3 separate regions of the Rattus norvegicus genome follow, and all the other regions are linked to region 1. A link is a contact called in public Hi-C data. All regions are on one chromosome and are shown on one strand. Each heading gives the region's core, a stretch centred on a gene start, on an enhancer-like site or on the middle of the called end of the contact. The rest is flanking DNA. Distances are from core to core; before and after follow the strand shown. Region 1 holds the start of Nepro (nucleolus and neural progenitor protein). Region 2 holds the start of Ccdc80 (coiled-coil domain containing 80). Region 3 overlaps Boc (BOC cell adhesion associated, oncogene regulated).

Region 1 (4,240 bases), core at 895-3,394:
TCTCTTTTGAAGTTATCCTCCCTCTAGTGGGCCAAAGTGACAGTGGTTAAACAGTGACCTGTCAGAAACAAGCATGTTTGAGGCACGGGATTAGATCTGAAAGACCTTAATGAGTCTTAAAGTATGTGCCTCTGAATAAACTGCCTCATAATAACATTTTCTCTGTCGCTCTCTCTCTGTCTCTGTCACACACACAGACACATAGTCTTCGGACTTTTTTTTTAGTACTAAAGCATTTTTTCCTTAACACTATAGTAATTTCTAGGTTTTTAAATGGAAAATACAGTCATTGAAGAAAAGAGTCTGTATTACTGATGAAAACTCATCACTGTTACTACTTTTCCAGGATTTTCCCGGAGCATTCCACATGTATTAGTGTATAGTCTCAACACATACGTTTTCTAAGCTGTCTTTGAAAATACCTTAGGGGACTGGAAGTCAATAGTTGGGAATACTTGCTGCTCTTGCAGAGGGCCTGGGTACAGTGGCCAGCACACATACGGTGGCTCACAACCATCTGCAACTTCAGTTCCAGAGGATCCAATACCCTCTTCTCACTGCCGTGGGCATCAGGCAGCACGTAATGAGTATATATTTCTTCTATTTAATAGCACCTCAAAATTATTCTAATATGCATTTCTTGGATTACTAAGGTATGTAAGGTTTTACATATTTGATGGTCATCTGTGTCAGTGATAGTCTTTCTCTAGAGTCTACAAGTTTCCAAGTATGACTTAAAAACTTAAAGCTTCTTCCAAGTGCCCAGTTCCTAGAAGCTTCAATTCCAATATGCACTGCTCATAGAACAGAGAACACCATTTCCTTGTCTCTATTCTTCATTGACCTTGGATCTTCCTTTGTCAAAACACAGAGCTCTCACTCTTGGCTTCTCTTATCTCTTTCTATCCCTGGTCGAACTGGAGCTGGGGAGATGTTTCAGAGGGTAAAGTACTTGCTGTATAAATATAAGAAACTGAGTTCAGATCCTCATTCCCCTGTTAATTGGGATGGGGAAAGGATGACTCTGGGGACTGACCACCAAACACTGAGGTCCAGGATCAGTGGGAGAACCTAACTTAAAAGCAAAGGTGGACAGTGGCAGAGGAAGACCCTAACCACTAACCCAGCCTCCGACATGTATGCACCATACATCTCCAACTAAAAAAATGTCTTCCACAAATCCAGAAACTTGGTGTTGATTCTTTTAAGTCTGTGGTAATTTATTTCAGCCCAAATAGTAAACTAATGTACAGGCCATTTGGTAGTGCATTAAAGGGCATCTAAGTAGTTATCGAGTGAGGATAGTTGTTTAGTTAGAATTATCAAAGATAGTGGTCCCAGAGCTGAATGAGGAAGTGAGATTGTTTCAAGGAGATGGTCCAGATGAAAGAAAAATTATCTGCAAGGAACACATAGGACAGAAAGCGTCTCAGTAGGGCAAGATTACTTGCATTAAATGCAAATCTGGTAAGGGTAAAAATTCGTATAGCAGGCTCAGTTCTAATAAGTCTCACAAACATGCTGAGGTCCGAGAAAATTAACTTTTTGCGATCACGTTGCTAGTATATGGTAATGGGCAGACATAATGAAGTAACTTAGCATTCTCTAATACCCAACAACTGCTCCTCTCCACATTGTTAAAGGAACATAAGCAAGAAGGCACCAATAGCTTAGAACGAAAATCATTTATCAGCGATAAGACCCAGCAGAGCCTGGAATATTTTGTCCAAAAAAATGACGGTGATAATAGATTGTCAAGACAACCTCCGGGTTTTTTGTAATTATCGAAAGTTGGGTTATATCTAAACTATGTAGTTTTCCTTGACTACTCAAAATAAATCGTTACTACGTGACAAATGCCACATTTGATATGATCCGAGTTTTTCTTTTCAAAATATCCGAGTAAGAGCTAAGGGCTGGGCCTCACTCGAACTCATCTGTAAAATATATAGCTTCGAAGTTGCTCCAAACTAGTAAGTGCCTCAGAATGCTCTTCAAGGAACTCAAAAATAACTACTTTCTCCTTTCCCAGAGGTCCTAACCCACCGAGACTCCGCCCCAAGGCCCGGGCAGCACACCTCCGGCTCGCCCCGCCCCTCACTTCCTCCTCCCTTCCTCTCCCGCCAGGGCCGCTCTACTCGCTTTCGCCCAGCTCGGCCTTCCCAGGCCCTCCCGCGCCGCTCAAGATGGCCGCGGCCGTACGGCCAGCCGCGGAGCCGTGGAACCGCGTGAAGATCCCCCAGGCGGGGAACTGCAGCACACTGACAGTGCAGGATCCCAGCGCCACCCTGGGTGAGTGAGGCCGGCGAGGAGGTTCCGCGTGTTTCCCGGAGTCCGGGGGCCTGCGCACGTGGGACGGGGTGGGACTTCCTGAGCGCGGGGCACGCCGGGAAGGGGCGCGCCAGGCGGAAGGTCCTGCCTGAGTAGTGTGGCGTGAGGATGTGTAGGGGGTTGCTGGGTTGCTGCGTTCCACATGTGGAACCTGAAAGCACGGCTAGGCGGGACCTGGCATGTGCAGCACGTAACCCCCAAACGCTGCCTGGATCCTGTACTGTTCCCTAGGATCGGGGCTGTCACTCAAGTATCCTGCCTCGGACTTCGGGCTTGTCTTTAAAATATGGAGCTCGTTTTCTCCTTACCGGGGCGTTACCTCAGGTCTCTTGGTTCTTCAAGGGGGGAAAAACCGAGACAGTTTTTAGCAGTTTAGCTGGAGAGATGGCTCTGTGATTAAGAGCGCTGACTGCTCTTCCAGAGGTCCTGAGTTCAATTCCCAGCAACCACGTGGTGGCTCACAACCATCTGTAATGGGATCCAATTCCTCTTTTGGTGTGTCTGAAGACAGCTACAGTGTACTTATATATAAAATAAATAAATCTTAAAAACATCAATTTACTTAGAAAACAAAGGCTCCCAAAGAGATGTTGGTGGCAGCTCCGTGGGGCGTGTGTTGAGTTTTAATTTAGATTAAATGAGGTGTTTATGCATATTCATGGTATCAAGCGATTTGATTTACCCGCTCCCAAATCTTGGGCAGATGCTCGTTTGGAACGTTCTTCCCATGATCCTTTAGAAAAGCCAGTTGGATGGGCGGAACGAATTATGACCTAGCCGAAATGAAATACCAGATTTCATTGATTCTCAGGATTTACGGTAGAACGTGAGAGTATGTTCCATGTTTCCCATGGACTCAGTGCTGTGCTTCAACCTTCTCAGCCCGCCCCCCCCCCCACATAATAAAATATTAAAACCTAAATATTGTAATGAGGTGGAGGTCTTTCGAACTGTGAAGTAATACCTGAGTACCTTAGTTTTTAATACGAGAGCAGCCTACCTACAGCTTGAAGGATGTTTAATCACAAAGGGACATTCAGACCAGGAGACACAGCCACCAATATCCGCTGTAGTTTTCAGGGTTAACTCATATTTAACTTTTTGTCGCTTTTGTTTTTGAAACTGCTTATGGTCCTATAACTGTCAGCTAAGACTTTTGTTACTTTTAAAGCAGGTTTTATCCCACTCAAAAATGGGAATAAAAAATAGTACCAGCTTCTTGGCGATATAGGGAGAATAGAAAGGAAACATTTGTAACTGGATTGACAGTCAACTGACAGTGGTTGTCATTAAATAGACACATTTGGTAATTGTTAAGTACAGCCTATCAAGTCATCTCACCCCTCTTCCCATATATTGATCCTGTGCAGTTTAAAGCTCTTTCTAATTCCTCTCTAGTCACAATTTTAAAAACAAACTATTGTGGGAAATTCACCAACTCATCACTCAGGTTATTTAATTTCTCCAGATAGGAGGAACAGATTTTCACGAGAATATTTGTGTTTCCTTCCTGAGCCACCAGGTGGCACATGACACCTGCTTCACAGCTGCTCATGTTCTGATTAGGAAACATTTGTGTACCCAGTTCCATGATACAATTTCCAGTGGCCCTGGTGGTTTCCCTTTTCTGAATGTAGTTTCCCATTGATATCCATCGGGGATTGGTTCTAGGAATCCCTTCATATAAAAAACTCTGTACATGGTAGATAGTATTTGCAGTAGGACCTACAGACATCTTTCAATAGACATTAACAATATCTCTACAGTGTTTATGAAATCCTATATAATGTGACTGCTATTGAAATGGATTACAGATGGAATTTTGGGGGACTATATTCAGTGTGAGGTTGGTTGAATACACAGATGGCCCTCACAGGTAGAGGGGCTGAGTGTATTATATATTCTTATC
Region 2 (4,240 bases), core at 502-3,001, 250 kb after region 1:
TCTCTTCTCCCCTGAAGCTGAGTTCTCATGGCAGACCCAGAAGGTGGGTGGGAAAGCTGCCACAGTCTCTCCCATAGAGCCTGATACAACTTTTTCTTTGTGTGAGTGTGTTTGTGTGGGTGTGTGTCTTATGTGTGTCTGTGCATATTCACCTGTGTGCACGCATAGCAGGGAGTGGAGCTCAGATGCTGACACCTCCTCAGTCACTCTCTACCTTATTTGTTTAATGTGTATGAAAGCTTTTCCTTTGTGTGTGTGTGTGTGTGTGTGTGTGTGTGTGTGTGTGTGTGCGCGCGCGCACAATGCCTGGTGACTACAGAAGTCAGAAAGATCCACATTGCCAGGAACTGTAGCTTTGGATGACTGTGGGCCACCATGTGGTGTTAGAAATCAAATCCAGGTCCTCTTCAAAAGACCACTAATGCTCTTAACCAGTGAGTCTAACTAGCCCCTCCACCTTACTTTTTTGAGGCAGGGGCTTTCACTGAACCTGAAGCTTGTTGATTCAGCTAGACAGGCTGGGCAGTGAGTTCCAGGGATCCACCTGCCTCTGCTTCTTTTCCCCAGTGGTGGGGTTACAGCCTCGGTGCCCAGTTTTTATGTAAGTGCTGGGGATTCAGGTTCTCATGCTCAAGAAGCAAACACTTTACCAGCTGAGCCATCTCCCCACCCAGGCATACAAGCCACTTCTAGGGCCTGACTAAGGATTTTAGATTCCTAAAGTATCTGGGGAGCTGAATAATATAACACACACACACACACACACACACACACACACACACAGAGAGAGAGAGAGAGAGAGAGAGAGAGAGAGAGAGAAGCTGTGAACCAGAATGCCCATTCTCTGATGTAATGTCCAACTTCAGTCTCAGGAGACAGCAGCCTTTGCCTGCATTGCTAACCTTTTACCAGCTTCCACCCATCCCAAGGAGAAATACATCCCAAGAACACAGTAACTCGAGCCCCAATTAGCATAATATAGAGACAACTTAGTCATGTTTTCCATGGGCTTTTCCAACCCCAAAACTCAAAGCGTGAAACAGGCAGAAAGAGATAAGAATACACAGGTGGAACTATGAATAGATGCGTACTGCCTCCGTGTGCAACACCAATTTCTGTGGCCCAAATGAGTGGCTGTTGCTAGGAGACCCAGTCAGGTGGAGCAATGTCCTCACATTTCCCCCGTTCAAACTTGAGAGCGTGAGAGTCCACAGGGAAAGAAGGCCCCGCCCCATGGCTCGGTACGGAAGGGGTTAAGTCCTCGTCGGTCATCCTATTCTGAAGTGATTTACGGTGATGTGTAGAGTTTCAAAACTTTTCCCAGCCTAAGTACAACCCTCTCCTTCCTCGCCAGGTTCACGGACTCTCCGTGCACTGAAGAGGGGGGGAAGGAGGCGTGTTTTGCTGATCTGTTAAATTCTTAGTGAATTTTTCTCCATTTCCAGTGGCTGCTGTTGTTTGAGTTTGGTTTGGAGCAAACCTGAAGTAGCCCTGACATGTCTGGGATGGAATCCAGATGAGGAAGAAATAGAAGGAGAAGGGGGGGGGGGGAAGGAGAAAAGAAGGTGGGGAGAAATAAAAGGAGGAGAGACGGAAGGAAAGGGGGAAATTGTCCCCTTTTCACGTTCACACTCCTCTGTTTTCCCTCAGCCTGGAAAACATATTAATCCCAGTGTTTTTAAGCTCGGAAACAAAGGGGCTCAGCCAGGCTGCGGGAGGGGAAGGGTGATAAGAAGTTCTGGGAACTCCAGAGAAGGGAAGAGCGAGCTTCAGAACTCACCAGGACTTCACTTTTAGGAAAAACCTTGTGGCAGCCAAGGACCGGCACACACAGATCCAGGAGGAACTGCAGACAAATGGAGATACAAACAGTCCCAGGGACAGCAACAGTCACCCCATCCCACTGGACCAGAAGGTAAAAGACAGCCAGAAAGAGGAATCAGCCCAGACTGGCCTCCCTGGGGCCGCTTTGCAGACAGGAACCCAGCATACCCTTTTGTATTGCTCACCCTCCACAAGGAGACTGAGGGCAGGAAGGAGAAACGATCTCACCTAGGAAACTGTCCTCGGGACCAACCTTCAAGTTTCTTTTAAAAGCCTCTGCACGCCATCTCCATGAACCACTGTGTAAGTGTGCAAACTTTGCTCTCTGGTGTTTGTCTCTTGTTGCTTGCACGAAGTGTGAATGTGCTCATAATGTGAATGCTCCGTTTACACGGTCTCTGGTGCATCCGGAGCACAGCCTAGGCAGAGCAGGCATGCCTCAAGCCGGCTGCCTGGGAAGCAAAGGGGGATTTCCTGCTTAACGACTGCCTCTGCTAAGCACTGACAATCACAGCAGCGTGAGAGAAGCTCTCATTCCCTTTTCTCTCCTCCGCGTTCCCTCCTTTTTCTTCTTTACCCCCTGTCCTTCTCCTTAGCCAGGAAAGAGAGAGAGAGAGAGAGAGAGAGAGAGAGAGAGAGAGAGAATGCCCAACTCTGTTTGCAATTAATGATTTTTTCTTTTCTTTTTCTCCCTTCTCATTTTATTTTATTTTTATTTTTGTATTATGCTCCCTCTACTTCCCCAAGTGGATAACACAATGACGTGGAAAATGGGACCCCACTTCACCATGCTCTTGGCCATGTGGCTGGTGTGTGGATCAGCATCTCAGTCTTCTGCCTTGGATAGCGATGGCCGCCCAGGAAGGAAAGTACCTTTGGCTTCTCCAATCAGCAGTAGGTCAGCTCGATATCTGAGGCACACTGGGAGGTCTGGTGGAGTTGAGAAATCCACTCAGGAAGAACCAAATCCTCAGTCTTTCCAAAGGAGGAAGAGTGTACCAGTGTTGAGATTAGCTCACCCGACTGTGAGACCGCCCCCCTCAGGTATCAATGGAGCCCCAGTCAGACCTGAGTTGAAACCCATAGCTAGGGGCTCCGCGAGTGAGATGGTCCGAGATGAGGGGTCCTCTGCTCGGACAAGAATGTTGCGATTCCCCTCTGGATCCAGTTCTCCCAATATCCTGGCCAGCTTTGCAGGAAAGAACAGGGTGTGGGTCATCTCAGCCCCTCATGCCTCAGAGGGTTACTACCGCCTCATGATGAGCCTCCTGAAGGATGATGTGTACTGTGAGCTGGCAGAAAGGCACATTCAACAGATTGTGCTGTTCCACCAGGCAGGGGAGGAAGGGGGGAAGGTACGGAGGATCACCAGTGAGGGGCAGATCCTGGAGCAGCCTCTGGACCCAAATCTCATCCCCAAGCTGATGAGCTTCCTGAAACTGGAGAAGGGCAAGTTTAGCATGGTGCTGTTGAAAAAGACCCTCCAGGTGGAGGAGCGCTACCCCTACCCAGTCAGACTGGAAGCCATGTATGAGGTTATTGATCAAGGCCCCATCCGCAGGATTGAGAAAATCAGGCAGAAGGGTTTTGTCCAAAAGTGTAAGGCCTCGGGCATAGAGGGCCATGTGGTCCAGGAAGGGAACAATGGCGGTGGTGGAGGAGGAAGCACAGGCCTGGGCAGTGACAAGAGGAAAGAGGACCCAAGGAGAACACAAATCCACCCCACTAGAGAGCCTCCAAGAAAGCAGACCACCACCAAGGCAGCCACTCCTCAACCTCCCCCGACTCCAAGGGCCACCACGCTTCCTCCTGCTCCAGTCACAACAGCCACTCGGGCCACATCCCGGGTGGTGACAGTAGCTGCAAGACCTACAACTACCACTGCCTATCCAGCTACTCAGAGGCCCTGGACATCTCGGCTACATCCCTTCTCAGTCTCCCATAGGCCTCCGGCAACAGCTGAGATGACCACCGTCAGGGGCCCCTCAGTCTCAGAGCAGCTCTACCCTCTACCTCGGAAGGAGCAACAGAGAGAAAAGCCACAGGCCACCAGGAGGCCTAACAAAGCCACCAACTATGGAAGCTTCACAGCCACCCCGCCTACCACCCTCTGGGAGGGCAGCACAAGAGCTGTGGGCACAAGCCGTTTCCGGGACAACCGGACAGACAAACGAGAACATGGCCATCAGGACCCAAATGTGGTGCCAGGTCCTCACAAGCCCATAAAGGGGAAGCTGCCCAAAAAGAAGGAGAAAATTCTCAGCAATGAGTATGAAGCTAAGTATGACCTCAGCCGGCCCACCACCTCTCAGGGGGAGGAGGAGCTGCAGGTGGATAACATTCCCTCCCAGAATGCCAAGGAGTCAAAAAAGCATGAAAAGCCCGAGAAACCCGAGAAGGAGAAGAAAAAAAAGGG
Region 3 (4,240 bases), core at 769-3,268, 230 kb before region 1:
AGTTTCGGAAAACGCCTCAGTTCTGAGGTTCACATTTTCCAAAACAAGTCAGTCAGGGAAGCTTTGCTCTAGTTAGGCCCTTTGTGACTCCATCAGAACTCTGCCTTCTGCCAGGCTTCACCTGAGTCATTACTGGTTCTGATCCAGTACTTTTATCTGTTGGAGGTCTAACTCTAACAGCCACTTTTGACTACGTGTGACATTTTGAACTCAAGAATGTACTTTCTGACTCAGAGAAGGATTTATTGAAATTCATGGCTGCACCCCTCACAGATTGATCTCCCTGACACTTGGTGTCCTTCCAGCAGTGACACTTTGGCTTCCCAGGTGGACTGTCTGCATCTGTACCAGAAAGAAAGCTCTGCTGTGGCCGAGGCTGTGCTGGAGAGCCCTTACGAGTTTCTGGACTGCACATCTGTGAACACAATTGGCAGCGATGCAGATCGACACATCTGTGACTTTCCACACAGTGTCAGAATGCATTGAACAAAAATACAGTCCCAAGGCACATCAGCTCTCTTGGCAGCAATTTACAGAGTAGCCCAAGTTCCCCCACCGTTGGCTATTGTTATTTGTAACGTTTGACTGCACTCTTGATCACAGATCACAGGTTACATTTCGCACAGTAAAATGTCATCTGTGTGAGTACGTGTATCTATAAATGGCTACAAGGAAGTTCCAGGCCACAGAGCTCAGAGAGGCCTTACCAGGGGAAGCAAGGGAGCTGATACCGATGCACTCATTTAAAACGGTTAAATGCTATAGACGCCAGTTGGAAGCCAAGCCCAGATGAACCAGGCCACACGATTCAGCCCAGTTAGCTCTCTGGGAGCAAAGCTGGGGTTTGACCCCAGCTGCAGAAATGCTGGGCTCAAGGCCGGGTCCAGATGGACCGACGGCAGCATCATAGTAGAAGCCTCCAGAATGCTTGTATGTCGGTAATCTCTAGCACACTTTCTGGGGGTCAGATGACTGGCTAAAGGCTGTTCCCCCACAGTGTTAGATGTTAGTGTTATGGTGTTCATGTGACAGTTAAGGTGTATTGCGTATGTTATTGGGCCTGTTTCTTTTTCTGATATAATTCTAACACACCCATGTGTCTGCATGTTCCCTGTCTACTTGGCTAGTTGGTAGGTAGTACCGTCTTACTTGAAAAAATGACCAAACCCTGACCCATGGTCCATGTCGGACATGGTAGCAGTGTCTGCATCATACAAACACAGCGTGAAGAATCTGCGTCTGGATTTGTACGGTTCTTGTTGGTGGGGGGAGGGGGCGGGGCGCAGACTAAAGGGCAAGGCCACCCAAAAAGCAATTAGCCATTGCTTCATACATTATGGAGTGGATTGAGGTAACCTGGTCTCTACACTCAGCTATGCATGCTTTCACTAATGAAAGTGAACAGGTGCTAATCATAGCCTTCATTGCTCACTAATGCACAAAAAGTTGCCTCGAAACTTAGCTTTAAAAACAAGTTATCGCACTAGAGGATAGAGGTTTGTGGGGCTCAGGGATCTGATTAGCAAACCTGGTAACCAGGATCTTAGGAAGCCTGGGCAACTCCTTTGGTGTCTGACTGTTCCGGAAGAGTTCAGGAAGTAGGTTGCCTATAAGTGGCATTCCCCAAAACCCACTTTGACAATTCCTTTAGATCATGGAGAAGAGGCAAAATTAGGCTTTAAAAAAAAGTTTCCAACAGTCTGTCGAGTGAACTACAGCTCAGATTTGAGGTGCATAAACAAAGACTGGAAACAATTGCTCTGCCCATTCCTCTCCTGGAAGTGACCATTAAAAGGCTTCGATCCCCGTGTTTGAAATCACATATCTTACTTCTTCTCGGCCAGGATTAGATCTCATGCTCCTAATTTCCATGTTCCTTACACTTATTTCTATAAATGCTTTAAAAGCACTGCCTTCCTGAAAATCGTGCTGCATTTTGAGCACAGTTCTTGTTCACATCAGCTGCCTTCTGTAGAAACCGGACAACACAAGTCTAAAGAGGCTGTGTGCAGTACTCATTCAGGCCAGCAGATGGTGGACTCATCCCAGTCTACCTTAGATCCTGTTTCTCAACTTCACAGAGTAAAAGCTGGCTGATACAACTCTTAATAAGATTAAATGTGCCAGGCTGAATTTCAACTCTTCATTTTCCTGAAATATACAATCCCTCCTCGCACAATGCATACGCAAAATGTGTGAAGATTTGCATTAAAATTTTCAGTTTCTAATTAAGTCTAGCCACACAAAGGTTTTAAGTTCTCTCTCTCTCACACATGCACGCATGCACGTACACACACACACACACACACACACACACACACACACACACACACACACACACACACACACACACACACCCTATTGATGATGTTGGTTTGAAATGGGACAACTCCTCCAGCAATGGTAACTTTAGAATGAAGGGAACCTATTAAGGACCACATGTTAATGGGGTAGCATAGCACTATGTGTTTTAGAGGCAATATTTGGTCTTTTAACACACACACACCTACACAAGAAGAATTAGCTTCATTCCTTCAACGTGGCAGATGCTTACCTCCTGTCCAGCAACAGAACAGTGAATTTGCCTCCCATCTGTGTACTCCTTCTTGGAGTAAACAGTTTGTGATGTCATGTTACATGAATCCAAACCCAGTGTTCATTGTTTAAAAAGACAAAGAAATATGAAAAACATCTGCTACTGTTTCCCGATTTTATCACTTGATGGATTGGAAATCGTCTGGAGCAGTTCTTTAGCTACTGGAAGACGGGACTCCCGACGGCTAAAGAAAACGCTGACTCATGCGTGACTATGATGAAGATTACAGGGAAGACTAAACATTTATTTAGAAGTTACAGTGTTTGTTTTTACAGAGATATGTTGCCACCGATTATTGGTTCTGGGAGACTGTTAATGCTTAGAGTGCTGTACACATCTGGGGTTTTTCTCGTGACATCTCGGAAACCTGTCCTATGCCACCAAACCTGAGTGGCTTCCGGGTGGTGTCAGTCTGCAGCACCATGGCTTTTGCTTTATCCCTTGCGTTCTTCCTGAACAGTGTGCTTAGGGTCCTTCCGCCAACTCGACTGCAGCTTCTGAGGCCTCCCGGAGCCCCTGGAGCTGCTGGTTCTGTGGTCCATCTGCAGCCTGACTATCTATGACACTCACTTCCACTGGTCTCCAGCTACTCAGCTGTTTGTTTTCTGTCTTGTGCCAGAACGGGGAGGATTCCATATCTCTCCAGAATTATAGAAACACATATACATTTATTTACAAGTACATAAATATATAAATATGGCTATAATAGAAAAATAAATACCAATTTTTCTCTGTCAACAAACAAACAAACATATAATATATAGTCTTTCGGGCATATTGGCGTCGGCCTAAATTGTGGGAGGTGGTGTTTCAAAGGACACATGAACTGATGGGCTGGGAGAGAGGCGCACCCCAAGTTCTTGTCCTGTGTAGGTCCCTGAAGGGTGCTGGGGACAGCAGTCTCCTCCACCCACTTGGCAGGAGTCAGAACTGTCTACCTCTTCAACTGGTACAAGACCTAAACAACACCGGGGTCCTGTGAAGAGGAAAAAGAAGACATTAAAATCTAGACTCATCAAACAGTCCTGAGCTAATCTCTACCTACAGCTGGTCACACTGGCCCTAGAAGGGGAGAACCCTTACTAATCACCTATGCTTGTAGCCATCAGCCATACACACATAAAACACAGAGGGAGGCCTAGCTCTCTCTAGCCAGGCTGGTTCTACCTCACAATCCATTCCCCTCGTCCAACCAAATCTTGTTTTCCTGATGATTGGTCTGGCTTTGGAGCTCATGGTCCTTAGAATTCCATGTCCTAGGGACAGGGTCTAGGGTCATCACAGCAGGAGCATACACACCAGCTAAGCCTCTGAAGTACCAAGTGCCCAACTGAGTCCTTGCAGATTTGCTCGAAGTGGGTAGAAAGGGAGCTATGGGCAGGGGTGGCCCCTCAAACAAGTTCTGTGGGCATACACAGTTACAGTGGTGATGTGTATACAAGCATGACTCCCTAATGATTGATAAGAACCACTCCCTAATTGAGATATGACAGAACAGGATCAGAGAGGTCTCCATGTGGTGAGAGAAAGACTTCGAATGGCCCTGAATCTCAAATGCAGAGACCAAACAGGCCTTTGGAATAGAGAATGCCTTCTCAGCCTTTGAGGACCAGTTATAGTGCTGAAGTCAGACTGACCTGGAAA

What was found. Hi-C and Micro-C count contacts between places; a contact is called where the count stands out from the background.
Region 2: a Hi-C map of Schwann cells shows a contact between it and region 1, with 10 times the contacts expected there. The contact joins the promoter of Ccdc80 here to the promoter of Nepro in region 1. A contact is called at or near these places in 11 of 12 Hi-C or Micro-C datasets (the A7r5 cell line, the Rat2 cell line, Schwann cells and 7 more) and 1 of 1 datasets of contacts at active chromatin or transcription factors (oligodendrocytes).
Region 3: a contact with region 1 is called in a Hi-C map of hepatocytes, with 3 times the contacts expected there. The contact joins the enhancer-like site here to the promoter of Nepro in region 1. A contact is called at or near these places in 12 of 12 Hi-C or Micro-C datasets (the A7r5 cell line, the Rat2 cell line, Schwann cells and 7 more) and 1 of 1 datasets of contacts at active chromatin or transcription factors (oligodendrocytes).

Annotation. Positions count from the first base shown.
Region 1 is chr11:69,474,333-69,478,572 of GRCr8, reverse strand. It overlaps Nepro (nucleolus and neural progenitor protein), which reads left to right and starts at 2,144. Exons shown (of 9, transcript NM_001009678.1): 1 at 2,144-2,292. The coding sequence starts at 2,187.
Region 2 is chr11:69,222,355-69,226,594 of GRCr8, reverse strand. Ccdc80 (coiled-coil domain containing 80) reads left to right here and starts at 1,751. Exons shown (of 8, transcript NM_022543.2): 1 at 1,751-2,127; 2 at 2,572-4,240. The coding sequence starts at 2,583.
Region 3 is chr11:69,702,574-69,706,813 of GRCr8, reverse strand. It overlaps Boc (BOC cell adhesion associated, oncogene regulated), which reads right to left. Exons shown (of 19, transcript NM_001108317.2): 19 at 2,805-3,572. The coding sequence ends at 3,385. It overlaps Cfap44 (cilia and flagella associated protein 44), which reads left to right. Exons shown (of 35, transcript NM_001134590.2): 35 at 1-1,095. Among named protein-coding and RNA genes, the nearest start is that of Boc, 76 kb to the right of the region's middle. Within about 2 kb of position 2,018, at least 4 of the 93 cell types and tissues checked have an H3K27ac peak or open chromatin away from gene starts, as enhancers often do.